Regions from separate parts of the Mus musculus genome. Here region 1 is linked to region 2. A link is a contact called in public promoter capture Hi-C data. All regions are on one chromosome and are shown on one strand. The core of a region is the stretch at or near the end of the contact, and the rest is flanking DNA. Distances in the headings are between cores, read along the strand shown. Region 1 has its middle 34 kb from the start of Gm34372. Region 2 overlaps Mvb12b (multivesicular body subunit 12B).

Region 1 (5,865 bases), core at 256-2,755, 860 kb after region 2:
ACACAGAGAAACCCTGTCTCAAAAACCAACAACAAAGTCATCAGCAGAGCACGGGCTGCTCTTCCAGAGGACCTGGGTTCGATTTCCAGCATCCACATGGCCGCTCACAACCATCAGTAACTTCAGTTCCAGGAGATCCAACCCCCTCTCCTTGCCTCCATGAGCACTGCACACACATGATGCACAGACATGCGCTCAGGTACACAGGTACACATATACATGTAAATTTTAAAAAACGAGTGTTTTCAAATAGTCATGAGTAAGGAATAAATTTTATTCATAATATTAGGTCATATACAACCATTTAAAACTGAAGGTAGAGCTATAGTCAAATTATTTCATGAAGTATTCACTGGAGGACGCCTCTCAAGCAGTTCTGGTGAGCTAGAGAGTATGACCTCCATTTTCTGTACAGCTTTGATAAGCTTCCCCCTCCCCCCCCCCCACATCATTTCTAGCCTCCGCAGGTGTGATGGTTTTAATTGTCAACTTGACACAATGTACAGTCAACCTGGGAAGATCAAGGTGAAGGGTTGTCTAAATCAATCAGGTTGGCCAGTGCACTTGCCTGTGTATGTGTGGCTGGGTTATTTGTTGGAAATAATCCAATTGTTTGGAAACTTTGGTGGAAACACCCATTTGGTGGAATGTGCGTGGCATTATTTCAAGGGCTGGGCCCTATACAGGAGCGGGAAAAGGAGCATAAGAGGCATTCCTGCCTTGAGTGCCCCACTACGACAGACTGTAACCTGGAGCTGTAAGCCACATAAAGTCCTTCTCTTTTAAACTTGCTTTGGTCGGGGTATTTTCTCACAGCAACAACAGGGAAACCAGGACCGTGGGGCTCATGGCGATGCCCACACTGTGGGAGGGACATGTGGTCACCACTCTTTTTTTTTTTTAAAGATTTATTTATTTATTATATGTAAGTACACTGTAGTTGTCTTCAGACACTCCAGAAGAGGGAGTCAGATCTCGTTACGGATGGTTGTGAGCCACCATGTGGTTGCTGGGATTTGAACTCCTGACCTTCGGAAGAGCAGTCGGGTGCTCTTACCCACTGAGCCATCTCACCAGCAGCCCGTGGTCACCACTCTTGACAGATGAAATGGTCTCAGAGTGCGCGGTGCCACTGTGACTGAAGACGCAGCACTCCCCAGCAGCAGCCCCTGCAGAACGGGGTGTGAAGGCTCCCCGGTGTCGGGACTGTACTGCTAGGTCTTTCATGATGATCGGAGCCCTTGAGCGATGGACATCGATGTCGATGGCCGGACAGTAACTTTGATACGGAGTTGTCGTAGAGAAGCCTCATAGCTGGTAATGACCATCTCACACGACGCGGTGGACAAGGAGGCGCCGGCTGTATTCGCTTGTGTACCGTGGGAGCTGCACATTTGGGGGGGGGGTGTCTGTCTAGTGCTGTCCTGGTACAGGGTTCCTTCAATGCTCTGGAAGCTGGGAGCGACTGCTAAGCTCAGACTCACAAGGCCGCCTCACAGCTATTGCTTTGTACCTGTCCTTGGCCACAAGATGTCACCCAAGGAGCGGCAAAGCGGGGGTGGAGTGGGGGTCGTGGGCTGGGAGGAAAGCTGCCAGACAGGAATCAAGCAGGGGACAAGGGCAAGATCTCGACAGAGCCATCAGCAGATGCCACCTAACCTGACCAAGTAGGGCTACAACTGCGTTCTTCATGGGCAGATGCGTCGATGTGCTGGACACCGCTACAAACAGGCGCTCGGATGACACGGGGGCCCCACGGGCGCTGGGGTCTCGCGTGGACTACACATGATACAGAGGGAGCCGGGCACGGACGGTCTGGGTTCTACGGCTCCTCATTTGGTCATTTCCAGCAGGCCCACTTTATGTGGCAGTCAGTGGCTTCGAGACCCAGCACGGAAGCAGAGGAAGGGACGACCAGCGCATGCGCAGCCTGCAACCCCACCCTGGAGAGTTTATATCCAGTCGCGGTTGTCCCAGTCCTGCCTCCTGGGTAAGGGATGTGGCTTGTCGGTGCAGGCCCTCTGGGTTTCACTGCGCACGTATAAAGTGCCGAGATGCAAATGTACCCACAGCTCACCTGCAGACTGACTACAGCCCATTTGCACACACATGCACCGATCTGCAGCCAGCTACAGCCCACCCACAGCCCACCAGAGCCAGGAGAGGCTATGGGCATAATCTTTCCAAAAGGTGGGATCCCACTGAGTGACAGGTCTTGCCTGAATTTGGAAAGAAAAGATAGTTTATACTATCCACTCCCAGCAGCAAACATCTGGGGACCATTGCTTGTGACTGTGCAGGCAAGCAGGAGCACTAGGGGGCCAGACCTTACTGGAGAGGGAATGAAGGTGTCACTGGTCCTCCAAGGATATTTACAGGAGACAAAGGTAACACAAGTGAGAGGCTGGAGGAGCTATCGGGAAGATAGGCTCACTCGCAAAGGCAGACAGAGTATGTTTCCCGGCAGCTGCAGGCTTGGCTGCTTTACTTTTGTTAAGACTGCCTTGTGTGTCTTTGTGGCTTTTAGGCGGATGCTTGGGCATCAGGTGTCCTCTATCAGGGTCCCTGTTTTCTCACTAGTCTGGAAGCCAGCAGGCCCCAGGATCCTCCCTCAGACTTGGATTCCTCTGTCCTTCATCTAAGCCTCTGAGCTGGGACCACAGAGGTGTGAGGACACTAGAATTGTTAGGTCCTGGGACCCAAACTGATGGATACCACTCATAGCTTTCCCAATAGAGCACATTCCAATCTAGGCCTTGAATCCCAGCACTCTGGAGAGAGGCAGGAGTGAGTATCTTTGTGATTGGAGGCCAGCCTGGTCTACGTAGAAAGTTCCAGGACAGTCAGGGATACATAGAGAAACCCTGTCTTAAAGACCCAATGTCTGGAGCACACCCCAGAAAATGACCATTAATTTGATTGTGGTTACATCATCAGATCCCTTGAATGGGTTAGCCAGGAACCAGGTGAAGAGACACCATCTGTCCACAGACCTAAGTTACAGAAATCTTCTCACAACTATGAATTACAGGAGACCTAAGGAGGATAAAGTGAAAACTCACTTTGGACATTCTTGAGAGTGTCGTAAAATTCCATGTGTTAGCAGCATGTGGAGTTCCCAGATGACAGAAATAAGATCTCTGTGTTTCAAGTTTGATGTCTATAGGCCAAAAAACTTACACCCAAATTTTAAATTTTTATTATTTTATTTCTTTGGATCTCCTAAGCTAGAGATTGCCCAGCATGAGCACGTGATAAATATTTCTCAGTTTCTCACTACCCACTCAATACTTCCATCAGCACGTGCACACCTGAAATTGGCTTCAGACCAGGCTCCACTCCAGGGACCTCAGTGGTGCAGGCAGACTCGTGAGGTCAGCATGAACAGGAATGCAAGACACACACACACCTCTCCAACTTAGCAAGAGATGACGGATTCTTTCAATTCTAGGCAAGTTAGAGTCACGTTTTAATCTCGACCATTGTGACAGAAAAGCAGGCTTTCAGGAGCTTCCTTCCAAATCAGAAGCAAGTCTTTCTGGGAAAGCAAGGAACTTCTCTGGGGACCTTCCTTGTAGACAGGGCCTGTCTCTCCACAGCTTGCCTCCACCAAGGCTATCAAGGATGTTCAGCAACATCTGGAGCGCAATGAGAGGCAGCTGATGGATACCTAGTCTGGGTCAGGCAGGAAGTGTGCTCAGACAGTAGCTGCTAAGCTCAAGGACTGCTGGGTCCTCCTTGCTCCTTCTAGCACCAAATAAAGTTTTGTTGAGACAGTCTTGTTATATAGTCCAGGCTGGCCTCAAATTTGTCATCTTCCATATGGACAAGTATCTATAGTGACTTCCTAAGTATAAACTCATGGAGAAGATTGGTAACATTCAGGAAGTGAAGCACGTTTTCAGCAGTGCTTCTGGATACAGAGTACAGAAACGCAGCAGCGAAGAACACTGTCCCTGTTAACCGGGTTCACAGACTGACACCAGAGTAATGGGACCGGGAGACAGGCTCACCATCCGGGCTTATATAAGGCGAGGCTCGCTGGAGGAAAGCCAGCACAAAGCTTTGATTGAGGGTACAACGGACAGCAGGTGTCATCTCAGCAGAAAGGAGGTCACAAGGGGCCCTGCCACCTGGCCCAGAGCTCACATGGGAACCTTCCTCACCTGAACCTGCCTCTGCGGAGCTCCGCCCCCACCACAGCAGACAGTGTCTTCACTTATCCAAGTGTTCTCCCCAGTAAAAAGTTACTCCCAGCCACCTGCTCCTAGGGTCCACCAACACCCACTTGGCAAAGCTCTCAAGCACTTTTATTTGTATTGACTTGAGATAGGCTCTTATTCCACACTCCAGGCTGACAGTCCCTGCTCTCCAGGCTCCATGGGCTGGGCTCACAGGCATGAGACATAGCTCTCAGGTACTTGGCATTCAGAGTTCCAACAGTCTAGCACTGTGAAAATGTGCTAGCTTCAAAGAAATGGTTCTTCACACACACACACACACACACACACACACAGAGCAGTCATAGCAAACACAGAATCAATTGCTAGACTTCAAAGAACTGAGATGATTGCAGACTTTTCCTTTTTTTTTTTTTTTTTTTTTTTTTTTTTGGGTTTTCGAGACAGGGTTTCTGTAGACCAGGCTGCCCTCAAACTCAGAAATCCACCTGCCTCTGCCTCCCGAGCTGGGATTAAAGGCATGCGCCACCACTGCCTGGCAACTGCAGACTTTTCTTAAGGAAACCGCAGGAGCAGCAGAGGGAAGAGGCTATCCCACTGATACCACACTGCTGGGACTTCTGTTTTCATCACCTCCACCTGGCCTGTGCCTCCCTTCTCTCTCCATACCCAGTCACCAAGAGGAAGGCCATGAATATGAAGCTTACTTACTGCAGACAAGCCCCCACTGTCAGCAGTGAGACATGGCACCTGGCTCAGGCCACAGCCCTGCTGTTGCCTCGGGATCTGGGACTTTGCTCACACACTTCAGGAACGTGCATCTATAAAATCCAGTTCCAATAACTACGTTCAAGACACACAGGAAGAGGAGCCATTTATCCTGGCTGCTTTCAGTGCTCTGAAAGCCCAAGGCCCTTTCAACAGCAATCCTTCTATTCCAGAGAGCTCTGAGAGGCATATTTTCACAAGGGAGCAAACAGAAGAGGTGATTAATTATGGTGACCTAAGGTGAGGAGGAGGAAAAACAGACAAATAAAAAACGTTCCCTAGTTTAAGAAAGTTTAGGGGCTGTAATGATGGCTCAGCAGTTAAGAGCACTAGCTGTCCTTCCAAAGGGCCTGGGTTCAATTCCCAGCACCCACATGGCAGCCCACACCTGTCTGTAACTCCAGCCCTAGGATCTGACGCCCTCACACAGACATATAGGCAGGCAAAACACCAATGCACTGAGAAAATAAAATTAATTTTTTAAAAAAAGTATACATGGAAACATGGTCTACAACCTATTACATCCAGAAACAGGACATTAACTGAAAAAACATATGGCTTTTTCTTTTCTTTAATTCTATAGAACTTTCATGAGCTGAGCCACTGCCTCCCCATTTAATATTCATTAATTTTGTAAATTCTATATAATTTTAGGTGTCTGAACATTTCCCCAGGTGACTTGCACACAGCAGTACCTTCATGTAGGACAGTGGGAAACATCTGAAGACCTTTCCAGAAAAACAAACAAGTCAAGTCACTCCCCATTGCATGCTGCCACTGCCAGGAAGTAGATACTTGATAAGCTGAGACATCAACCCCACAAGAATTCCATTGTGGGGCTGGAGTGACAGTTCAGCACGTCGGTTCAGAACTCTGGCTATTCCAGGGGACCCAGATTGGAGTCCTGGTAACCACA
Region 2 (6,592 bases), core at 3,876-6,375:
CGAGCTGAAGTGGTGGGGGTGGGGTGGCAAATGGCTAAATGAAATTCCCTTTTATTCCTGCAAAACACCACTGGGAAGAAGTCGGCTGCGATGCACAGCCTCAGCACCAGGTGTGAGGACGTGCTTAATGAACACCACTTAATGAAGAAAAAGGCTCTGAGAAAACACCTGGTGCGAGCAGGGTGCGGGAGTCACAGTGACGGGCCTTCCCTGCACCTGCTGGCATTTTAATCAGCACCTTTTGGAGTATCCCCACTACAAGCTGGTCACGGTGTCAGAAGAAGGTCCCTGGTCAGTGACTACACTCGCTGACAGTCTGGGGACCCTTGCTTCTTAAGGACCATATGCTCAGGGGCCGGCTCCCCCTGAAGTTAATTAAAATGCATCATTTCAGTTGCAAGGACCTGGCCTGCATGAGACCCCTCTCAGACCTCTCAGAATGGCTCCTGCTTCCAGGTCCTCGGAGGCCCTACCCTAGGACTGAGCTCTGAAGCGTCCCAGTGAAGCCAGAGGCTCCTCATTCTTGGACCCCGGTCCTGGGAAACAGAATGGCCGCATTTCAGCAGCTACAGGCCCTGACTTGTTTTCTGTTGTGCTTTTTCTTCTCTTACTGCTCTTGAAGGCCATTCCCAGCCGCCGCCACTGTCGTTTTTTATAGTCTGATGTGACATTTTTCCACACCAGCAAAGGCAAGTGCTTTTATACTTATCACAAAAGCTTTCTAACTGTCCTAGTGAGCAGAGGCCTCCACGGAGAGACGGGTGTTGTTACAAGTGTTGTGCACACAGGAGCCATAGACTGTCCACGTGGTTATTTTTAATGTTTATTTTTACGCGTGTGTGTGTGTGTGTGTGTGTGTGTGTGTCTGTGTCCGTGTCTGTGTGTGTCAGTGCCATGCTGTGCATGTGGAGGTCAGAGGACAAAATGTGAGAGTCAGTGCTCTCCTAACATGGGTCCAGGGATAGAACATAGGTTGTCAAGCTTGGTGGCAAGCAACCTTACCCACTGCGTCATCTTACCAGCCCTGCCCATCTGTCTTTAACAGGTCTCCTGCTAAGCACTGTGCTATGCGCTGAGATGGTTTAGGAAGCCAGAGTGAAGCACGTTCTCCCAGCGGGAGTTTACCGGCCACAAACTGAAACACTCATAAATCTATCACAAAGCGAAAAATCTCTAAAATCCAAAGACTAGAGGAGTATAAGGTTTCAGACTTTGGTTTTAAAATAATAGGGGGTTGGGGACAACAGCCAACACCTGTTGACAGTCTCCTGCAAGGCCTCACCTGGGAAGGGGAGAAACGGCTCAGGCAACAAAAACAGCTATTCCTGGGTCAAAGTGACAACCCAAAAAATGCCACAGACACAAGCAATGCCTGGTGGAGAGAGCTGGAAGACAGCGTGGACTCAGTGGAGAAGGGCTTTCTGGGGAAGGGATGCCAGAGATTTTGTCCCTGTAGGCTCCTGGGAGTAGGATGGTTTCCACTACTCAAATGCCCCACAACCATCTCTAAACAACCCAGTAGGGTTCACAGTGTTCTACGGATGGGGACACAGTGGCTCAGAGGGTGTTGCCCAAGGTCACAGAGCTAAAGAAAATGGCTGGACTGCCAATGAAACCATGCTCTTTCTACGACAACATGTTACCCAAGGAACTGCACAAACACAAAAGTGTTCACTTCTGTCCAAGCCACCCATTTGATCAATACGACGCCAGCCTACCAGCCTATATGATGAGTTTCCCTCATGGGCCATCCCCAGCCCTCACAGAGCATAATGCACTAGACAAGCCAAAAAAACCAAAACAAAATCTGTCATAGAAGTCTAAGGAATCTCAACTCCCCGAGTTCCCGCGGCGTAGCTTTAAAGTGCGCGCAGCTCGGCGGCATATGGCAAATCAATTACTAGTTTAAATCTTAAAACAAAAACATGGCAAATGCAGCACGGAAATAATCAGGTACAATGGTGCAGCTCGGATTACAGCGGCCACTGGAGTTTTGAATACAATTAATCATCGTTCCAGGCAATGGGAAGCCATATTGACACTTATTCCTAATTTGAATATTTAATTAGGGTGAAGTTCTTCATCAAATTATCGTAGAACTGGGAGAAAGCCTGGAAGACTTACACAATTACCACCTTAACCCCTTCCCAGCTGCTCCCTGCCCGAGAACACTCTGGCTCTGCAGGGAGGAGGACCGCCTGCTCTGTTCTGCCCTGATTCTGTTGGGGGTGGGGGTGGGGGTGTATGGAAGAGTTAAGATTGAGAGGAGAAAGCCAAAGAGCCCAGCATGTGACCCAGGCCTGCAGTGACTTGAGATGGAGATCCAGATGAGCCTTGGAGAAGAGCTGCATGCTGGGTGCTGGATGCCGATGGAGCACCAACTACAACAGGTCTACCCTACCCCCACTCAACCCTCCCCAGCTGCTTAGAGGAGAGACAGAGGCTTGGAGGAGTGCTGAGACCTGCCCCAAGTCAGCCCAGTTACTCATCACCCAGCAGCTCCCTCAGCAGCTCCCTCAGCCAGTGGCTGGTTCATCCGCTAATCAACACGGACTCTCAGCCCACTTGTGAGACTTTGTGATCCCTGCTGCAGCCTTGGGCATATATTCACTCTGTAACCATGTCCATGTAAAAGATACGTAGACATGTGTGTGTGCTGTGTGATATGAGAGTTATCATTAGTAATTAAGATAGGAATGAGAGAGCTTGCATTTGCCTTGGTCAAGCTACTACGGACGGTGGGTTTATGACAAATTGCCGTCATCAGAACTGCTCAGTAAATTCTGACATTGTGAGAAGTTACAAGCTGCTCCTCTGTCTTTCTGGTGTAGTGTGCTCACGGCACCCTCCACATCTGGCTTTCATGTTGAACTCAGGTCTGTATGCGTGCATGACAAGCACTTAATGGGCCGAGCTCTGTGGTCAGCCCCCTTGAAAACACTTTGGTTGGCTTTCATTACATTCTACCCCAGAGATTATGTAACGGGAAGTAAGGCTCCCACCGCCAAGCCATGTCTTCTCATCATCCTCACTCAGGCTTATGCCCTCTTCTGAGCTCCATGCACGTGCTCAGACACAGCGACAGACTGACAGAGCCACAGTGGCAAACGTTTCCTAACAGATTCAAACGGCTTAGCACCCTCTTTGGAAGGACATCCTACCTCCTTCTACAATGGCCACTCAGCAGGACAGATGGAAACACCACACTGTCTTTCTCAAGGCAGCCTCCCCACTGACCTCCTGCCTATATCTGGTCCCAGCAGGACACCCTGGGTCTCTCAGGCCTGCTCTTAGCAAGCTCCTGATGGGAGCAAATGGCACCAGGAACTTTGAAACTTTCCTTTGTATATTACATTAATCCACATAAGAAAATCTCTTTTAATGAGGAGTGATGTAGTCACAAACTCTCCAGAGCCATAATTAGAGCAAACTAATTGAAGTTGTGTTTTGACACACTTTCCAAATTCACGGGTGCTGGATGACATATTCACAACACTGGTGCCGCACAACCATGGCGACGGCAGAATCATTAGGCTAATAACGCTTATTTGCATTCTTCTCATGCCGCCAGCTCTCCCTTAAATACTGTTTCTACCACTGCTCCTTTACTGTAACTTTCCACTCGACGGTATTAACAGTAATTATTAGTGCTTTAGTGGAATTTTAATGTTAAGAATCACGGCGCGATTGGCATGCACTGAATGCCAATGTTGTCTCTTAACTGCCACCCATCTGCAGGCTTGGAGGTGCTCCCTCGGCCCCCAGCCCCAGGGTGCCCAGATACCATCTTTGCAGCATTTATGACAACTGCTCAGGGTCCACACCCAGGGAGAGCTGAAGTTCGGCTTCTTTATTTACTGCTTCAAATGCTTGAAGAGAAAATCTTTCTTCTCTCCCCTTCTCTCTTGTAAGAACAATAAAATGCAATAGACATTTTTTCCAAGCAGTTAAAAAAAAAATCTCAATTTATAAATCCTGTCTTTGGCAATAATACTAATGAGTTCCAGGAGGCCAGGCTGAGGCCAGACTTCGGCCAGGCTCTGTCACCACCCACCCTCGTAGTGATTAAAGGCAGACAGGGGACAACTCACTTGTGGGTGGGGTTGGGAGTGGGGAGGGCTAGATCTATCAATATGGAGGCACTGTTTGCCATCAGCAAGGCCAATTTTTTGGGTGCTTAACTCAGACAGACAGACAGACAGACACACACACAAGACTTGGCAGTTCTAAATAATGGTTATTAATGACACACCCTTTGAAAGTGACAAATTACTTTTGAAATTTAGAATCTAAGAGGTATGAAGAGTGAGCATGTTCCACAGAACATGACAGGAAATGACAGCCAACACACGGGGCTCCCACTGACTTGGGGTGGGAGGGGGCAGGGTCCCGCTGCTTGGGGCACTTGGCTGACTGCCCCCACCCCCGCTATTCATATGGTGACCGAGGGCAGATTCTGGGGAGAGGGGAGCGTGTCCTGGTGGCATGTTCATCTTCCGTGGAAAACCTGAGGAACTTGCTGTGTTGTCAGGAGACCAGGGGGCACTGGGAGCTCAGATCTCTGAAGTATCCTGGGATTAGAAAGAACTGTGGCCTCGCTCGCTCACCACACCTGAGCATGCGTGGTAGAGCTCCCACCTATTCAAAGGACTGCAGGACGCTGCTGTCAACCCCCCACTGAGAGGAGTCAAGCAGGTGGAGAACACACTTCCTTACAGAGTGGCCAGAGACTCACCATTCCCTGAAAGCCTGGGCAGGTTCTTACAAGGATTGTGCCACTCTGCTGTATTTCAACTCACAATTCCTTCCAAAAATAAAAAAATAAAAGGAGTAAGCTCTCTGAGTTGCTGCAGCACTCTAAGTCACTGTATTTACTCACTACCCTTAGGTTTTTATTACACTCGAACCCTGCACTGCCAAAACACCTACCTCCCCTGTGAAAGAAATGAAGAAAAAAGCCAAGCCCGGGCCTGGGGCGCCACCCTTCCGTCCCAGATGATCAAGTCTAATCTTATAAACTGAAATATTTAAAGAGGCTCTAAACCTCGCTGACCTAACTTCTAAAACCAAGAACACATGGGCACTGCTGGCTTCTCATCCAGCTGACATGGCTGCCTTTCCAGAGCAGGGGGCCAAGCTGCCTCATAATGAGCTGCCTGCGTGAGAGCCCAGAGCCGGCAAGCGGCCAGGCTGTGCTCGAAGGCCCAGACCCCTGACCAAGAACCCCAGGCAACTCTTTCCTCTTCCAGCCCACTCTATCTTAAGAGCTGTAGAAAACATCTTGGTTAGCAGAATAAAGCCCTGGCAAAGGAGAGGGTGGGATGTGGGCCATGGGCTGGACAGCTGTGATTGGTCTCATACCTGCTGGCTATAGGAAACACGGAGGCAAAGAGCTGAAAACCCAGGAGGCTCCTTGTAGGCAAGCAGGGTGTGCTGGCGGCCCCTGGGCTCTCCGATGCTTTCTGCTAAGCCTCACTCCACAGGCCTGAGCTAAGTCCTGAGCTCTCCAAGGTCAGTCTTCTCTCAGAAAAGGAACTGGGTTGTTTACCCAGTACCTCGGTTGCAAAGATGCACACACACACACATACACACACATGCATTTAAGTGTTTACATGATGCCTAATACAAGATGCTCAAAAACTTGTAGCTGAAACAATAACAGCAGTATTTATTATAATAATCACTATTAATATCATTCAACTAGAAAGAAACTATATGCTGTTCAAGGAGGATATTTGAATTGAATTTTATCCACTCCGTGGGCAAAAACCCAACCCAAATAAACTCAAAAGATTTTCTGAAAGTTACTGAAGGCAAAGGATTTTATTAAATATCCAAATTAATAATTGAAATCCTGTCTTGAAACAGAGCAGTCTATCGTGGCGCGGGGTGAGACCCCGGGAAAGAGCCCTGGTGCTCATTTTACTTTGTTTGGCGGCCAGATTTCCACTGGAGACCCAGGTGAAATATTCCATGGAGTTTCCTGCAAACAGACTGTCAGCACCCACTGATAAAAGGTAAATACCCTCCTCTAAATGGCCAGGCTCGAAAAACCAACCCTAAAGTGAGCTGATAAATCTGGTCTGACACACGAACAACTATTTTCATAATCCTGAAACAGCCTTTCTCCAAAGCCATGAGCTGATACACAGAGCAGAGATGCACTGGAGAGCGGGCCTCAGAGAGGACTTGGCATCCACTTTCCAGGACACGCTCCATGTAGAAGCCACACAACTGTCACTGTGAGAAATAAGACACTCGCTATGTCATACAATCTGCAGAGTTCTAGCAAATTTGCAAGCAGCAGACACCTTGTTAAAACCTGGTGTGAGAGACTGACGGCCGCCGTGGCTCAGAGGTGGGAGCCATATTGACTAATAGTCAATTCTTCATTAAATAGAAGCCCTGACTTCCCAAGAAGCAGTATTAAAAATTAATATCTAAAAGTGTATTGCTCAGCCTAAAGTCATCATTCATATCTAACAATACCAAACTGCATTCTAATGAAATTTCTCCTTCAAAATTATCCTGACGCTGATCCTAAGCTGGGTTTGGCTTCAGAGGTAGCCACAGGCTCTGTCCACAAGCGTCT

The links. Promoter capture Hi-C pulls out the DNA fragments that hold promoters and counts their contacts.
Region 1: a contact with region 2 is called in a promoter capture Hi-C map of hippocampal neurons, with 10 times the contacts expected there. The contact joins two enhancer-like sites. A contact is called at or near these places in 12 of 39 promoter capture datasets (the 3T3-L1 cell line, the C10 cell line, HPC-7-derived erythroid cells and 8 more), 1 of 15 datasets of contacts at CTCF or cohesin (large pre-B cells), 1 of 484 Hi-C or Micro-C datasets (palatal mesenchyme), 2 of 115 datasets of contacts at active chromatin or transcription factors (astrocytes and embryonic basal ganglia) and 1 of 9 other capture datasets (embryonic stem cells).

What each region holds. Positions count from the first base shown.
Region 1 is chr2:34,669,981-34,675,845 of GRCm38.p6, forward strand. No RefSeq gene overlaps it. Among named protein-coding and RNA genes, the nearest start is that of Gm34372, 34 kb to the left of the region's middle. Within about 2 kb of position 1,506, at least 152 of the 459 cell types and tissues checked have an H3K27ac peak or open chromatin away from gene starts, as enhancers often do.
Region 2 is chr2:33,809,651-33,816,242 of GRCm38.p6, forward strand. The region is part of intron 6 of Mvb12b (multivesicular body subunit 12B); the gene reads right to left. It overlaps Nron (non-protein coding RNA, repressor of NFAT), which reads left to right. Exons shown (of 3, transcript NR_045729.1): 2 at 82-689; 3 at 1,046-3,941. Among named protein-coding and RNA genes, the nearest start is that of Nron, 7.1 kb to the left of the region's middle. Within about 2 kb of position 5,126, at least 26 of the 459 cell types and tissues checked have an H3K27ac peak or open chromatin away from gene starts, as enhancers often do.